2 separate regions of the Bicyclus anynana genome follow, and region 1 is linked to region 2. The links are chromatin contacts, called in public Hi-C maps. All regions are on one chromosome and are shown on one strand. The core of a region is the stretch at or near the end of the contact, and the rest is flanking DNA. Distances in the headings are between cores, read along the strand shown.

Evidence for each region. Hi-C and Micro-C count contacts between places; a contact is called where the count stands out from the background.
Region 1: a Hi-C map of whole larva shows a contact between it and region 2, with 4 times the contacts expected there. The contact joins the enhancer-like site here to the promoter of LOC112052511 in region 2. A contact is called at or near these places in 2 of 2 Hi-C or Micro-C datasets (whole body and whole larva).

What each region holds. Positions count from the first base shown.
Region 1 is chr1:6,889,356-6,892,055 of ilBicAnyn1.1, reverse strand. LOC112046156 reads left to right here. Exons shown (of 5, transcript XM_052881702.1): 3 at 1-1,078. Among protein-coding and RNA genes, the nearest start is that of LOC112046156, 4.8 kb to the left of the region's middle. Within about 2 kb of position 1,300, at least 6 of the 8 cell types and tissues checked have open chromatin away from gene starts, as enhancers often do.
Region 2 is chr1:6,728,557-6,731,256 of ilBicAnyn1.1, reverse strand. It overlaps LOC112052511, which reads left to right and starts at 1,409. Exons shown (of 3, transcript XM_024091624.2): 1 at 1,409-1,541.

The DNA.
Region 1 (2,700 bases), core at 51-2,550, 160 kb before region 2:
TGGATCTATCTAAAAACAAGATAAATCGTATTGACGAAGACGCTTTCGTAAGAATGTCACGTCTCACATATCTCGATTTATCGGAAAATCGTATAAATAATCTGCCACTTGGAATATTCGCAAAAACAACGGGCCTGGAAGTGATCATTTTATCCAGAAACTATTTCTCAGAAGTGCCTAAATTCCAATCGCCTTCTTTAAGAATTTTACATTTAAGCAATTGTCAAATTACAAACTTAGATACGAACTCCATGACAGAAATGCCTACACTACTCGAAATAAATTTGTCACTGAACGAAATTGAATCTATACCTGATAATTTAGCATCCAATTCCTTGCAGGAATTAGATTTGAGTTATAACGAAATAGCGACAATAAATGACCAATCTTTTTCCTCGTTACCGCATTTAGCAGTATTAGATTTGAGAGGTAATGAGTTTAAAGAGGTGTGGTCAACTTCGCACTTCGCTTCTAATCCATTTTTAAGGGAAGTCCGTGTGAAGGGCAACCGTTGGAGCTGCGAAGGTTTCAGAGTCAATATGCTACTTACATACGAGTTTTTAACAAAAGAACCGCCAAAAGTGCAAGATAGAGGATCACTGATTTGTTATTCACCACAAAATGTGTCGCAATTAAGTTGGCAGCAGGCGTACATACGTACATGGCACGCCGATGAAAATGGGACGCCCTCATACACATTAATGGCAGTACTATTTGGTATGCTTATAGGAACTTTAATAACTTCGTGTGTTTGTCGAGGCATCATGGCCTTAAACCCACCTCAACCTCGACAAACAACCCCGGAAACAACGGCATTGAATGGCAACGCAACACAACGCAGGCCTGATTCAGTGCAGCTAAGAATACCACTGCGAGAGGAACTACCTCCAAGTTACGACGAAGCACTGTTGATGCCTCGTTTGAACGCCTCGTTTCACTCTTTGCCAGATTTCGTTGATGAAGAAGATAGTAATACTAATAATAATAGAAGATATAGAAGGTCGCGATCGATTGGTGATTTGACTGAAACGAGACCAAGAGTCCATGACAGACGGTCAGTGAGACGAACAGTAGATATTAATATAAATTAATTTTAATGGAGACCAGTGTTTTATATTTTATTGCATGTGTTTATAAGTATGGGGTGCAATGTGTTTTATGTGACTGATGACGTTTAATATTAGATTAATTAGATAAGAATTTAAGCAATAAAAAATATTAAATATTGAAAATTGCAATTGTAACTTTATTTTGCAACACATACCGACACCTAGTGGTGCACTACGAAAACATTGTGTACTGTGCACCACGAACCTACAGACGCTTAGTAGTTCTGACTATCCTTGGTAGATGGCGCTGCAATATAAAATTATAATAAAATACGAATATCATTATGAATTTTAATATAATTATAATTATTTTAGCATTTATAAATAATTGCTGAATGAAACAAATATATTTCATTATACAAAGTGCTTTCATGAGTTAGTAGTAGGTAGGTAGGTGCATATAATAATTCTAGTAGATAAATCAATGACCTACTGTTCTAATTTTATTAATATTGCTCATAAAATATTGACTCCTTATGCTTTAGCAAAATTAACAATATAATGATAAATAAACCTGTATGTGATTACCACACCTACCATTATCCTATAGTCCTTATCATTATCAATGATAACACGTCATGTGTTAATTCGGCTCATATAAAGTGATCTGCTGGTTCAAGACACACGTAAACAATAATTATGGTGTCTAAAACTTTTATCTTTTACCTTTATGATTAAATGAGAAAAACTATCAAATTTCCTACCTGTTGTGAAGTTCAAAGAGTGATAGATATAATATAATATAACAGTGATATCTGAAGTGATTTTAAAGATGATCAAATAGTTATATAGGTGATTAATTAACCTAAATATGTGACTAAGGTTCGTATCATTTTTTAACAATTTATATTTTTAGGTCCCAAAGTGCAAAAAAATTATTATTTTTAATAATTTGTAGCAATCGAGAAATTGAAAGGTAAATTTACTTTAAACAAGGCAACTAGTAACAATGTGTATTTTAATGAAATATATTATATTATTCACAAATATCGTTTATTAAGTGCAAGCAAAAATCAATAGGATGGATAATACAGTATAATAGGACCTATTTAGTCTACTATTCTAATATGAATCAGATTTAAATTATTTTGTCGATATTGATAAGCACTTATCGTATCAACATATAACGTATATCAGTCTCTCTTCGAAGTATTACTCATGACACTTATATTATCATAAGCTACCATCTCTTTTATTGCAGAAGAATTCAATACCTTAATGGAAACGGAGGGTTCTTACATTTGTAACACTAACACCAGCTAAAGTAGGTATGTCGACCTAAATTTACGTGAACTACAACTTGGTTTTATCAGCGCTGATAACAAAGATAAAATTGTTGCATTGCAAGTAACTGTGTACTCGCTAATGTTGATATTTCTTTTCCGGCTCTAAAATGTGCTCCTATTTGGAGTAGTGCGCGTGACCAGAAAATTAAAAGGATTTTAGTGCAGGTGTTCATGCTGTGATTCATTTAGCCCTTAATTAGATTTCAAACGTTCGTGAGGTATCTAAGTAATCTTGACCACAGAATAAATGATCCAGAATGAGTCTTTCCAAGCAACGTGGTGAAGCCGGTGAAACCCGTAAAAGA
Region 2 (2,700 bases), core at 160-2,659:
CATACCGGTTTCAGCTTTTAGCACTGCTGCTCTTGATCTTGATTCTGTCTTCCTAATATGTCATATACTTAACACGCAGCCAATGTGTCAACGCAAGTCAATTATAGGGTCAGCTCCATTTCCCAGGGAAACAAACACCAATCAGATTTCTTGCCATCATGCCGACTAGCCGACCTGATGGCTCTTTATGGTGGCAAGAGACCTTTTTATTGTAAAGTTTAAAGAACCATTCCGAAGTAGCCTACCGACAGTCCTTTGTCCTTGATAGCCCAGAGGATAAGACCACTGCCTTCGATTGGGAGGGCGTAGCCAAATCCGGTCAGGGCATGCAACATGCTACTTTCAGATACCTATGTGTAATTTAAACTCTGTACGTATGTGAAGTCTGCTAATCCGCATTGGGCCAGCGTGGTGGACTATTAGTTAAACACGAGAGGGTTACTCTCGTGTTTAACAGTAAGCCGAATATAGGTTGTTAATGATAATGATGATGAGGTATACCGAATTATATGTTTTCAATTTCTGTCTAGTACATTTCATACACTTCACGTTTAACGTTTTAAAGTCCCACTCCAAACACACACACCTTCTAAAGCAATGCTGTTTATAGGTTGTGTGGGTATCTAAAGATTTCCACTTCTTTCAGCCTTATCATTGTAACATAAAGCCCATAAAAATATTATCTGAGGCATAAGACAGAAAATATTATAGGCCAAAAAAGAGCGCAGCGCCATCTTTCTGCGGCCCAGTGAAGCTGCCATCAAGACTACGTTGCCTCAGTGTACACTACGTTGTCAAGAGGGAAATCACGTAGAGGATCGTGCTGCGTCATTTACTAGATTGTTTACACAACCATCACAAGATGGCGCTAATTAACCGACACAACGTATTTGAAAATAAAGTGTATTATTTTAAATTGTGTTTACTTTACTTTTACTGATATTAATTTTTAAACCATAGAGATTATTTTTTTTAATACAACTTTCTGTTCTGAAATATAGTACTTTAGTTAATTATAATTTACAACTTTGAAAACTTATTTACGCTGACTCACCTAAAATAATTTCCTTTTAGAAAATTCGGAAAACCTAAATATAAACGACGAATTATATATATTTTTTGGAAAATTGAAGAGCTGTTTGTAATAATGTGATGTAATTATTAAAAATGCATCTTCACTTGAGTATTAAACTTTTTTAAGACAAACTATCAGCAGACATGACATTGTTAAGCGCACCGGTGATGTAGGTTGCTGCACCACAGGTATATGATACGGCGTTGATAATTTAACACCTTTCTCATTCCATCGCATGACCGAAGTACGTCCACAAGAAAGGGACACAAAATGAGGTACCGCGTCACTGAGCAAACAAGGCATAGCCTTCCGAGTCTCTGAGTAACATTCGACGGGTTGGAAGTTGGAACGAACCGAACCGGCGCCATTACCCTCGACGTATCCGTACGAACGTGACTGTGTCTACTTTTCGCTTGTGTTTTTTCTTCATCGATCGTGTTAGAACATCTTTACTGCGCAGTGTAAGGTAAGGAAGTTTGTTTTATACATTGTATTGGATGCAGTGCATCAGTTTTCGCGGAGTGTGTGCAAAAAAGTTGTTATTCGTGGGCAAAAGGAGCTTTCTCACTTATTTATGCAAAGAATTTAACCGAAGGCGGTGTGTGCATAAAGTGTCGGACTCGGAGGTTTGAAGGCAAGGCGCGGCGAGCGGCACTGCCTTCATTTTCATCGCCCGCGCAGTATGTCGCATCCATGAAAGTGCTCAATTTACAATTTCGTTGTTTTCCCTACGTATGAATCTCGTTCTGTTTTGTGAATCAGAGGTGTACCTTTTTTGTGTCACGTGGTGTTTTCTTTCTGGCAAACAATGGTTGACGCGATACGGTACATTAATACGGTTCGTCCTTTGTGCGCCGTTTTACCTATTTTGCCTTTTAAAACTCCTTGCGTCGGCGCACGGGTCTGTCGACTTAGGTAATCCTCGTCGAGGTTGAGTGCCTTATCTCGTTCTATACCTTTATTGTGAATGTACAGTGTAAACTAATACTTATTGCACACAGTGATCATATGTGTAAAGTCACGTTTATTACATTTTATACAATGGATTAATGTGCGCACTATTATTTATATGTAGGTAGTTTTAAAATGTCTCTTTTTGTAATATCTTTGTGAAATTGATTGATCACCTTTTGTGTTTGGTTTACAACATAATATTAATAGATAAAAATGTTCTTTTCAAGCTGATACTAACGCTATACCTACCTATCTATAGTCATTAACCTTAATTGTCATCAATTGACGAGTAGTGGGGTTTACAGCAGCACTTATAAGCACCTATATAAAAATACTTCCATTATATTAATAACTGTATCTTTAGAGAACTTCCTAATCTTGTCTGCTGTCCATAATATGTTGACTAACATTGAAGTCTTTACAGTTTAAATGCATTGTCATTTCTGTACTTTATGGTACTTTATAGCGAGTGTTGTTTTTTTTTTAATATTTATTAAAGCAAGTTCAATTCGGTCTATATGACTTCGTTAGGAAATATTTTTATACGTAGAAACATATATTATATTAAACATTAAATTCTAAACCTACCTACAAAATGGAAACGAATATTGTTTTTCCTCATACTTCAAAAGTCAGGCCCTACCTACCTGCTAATTTTACCTAGTAGTGAT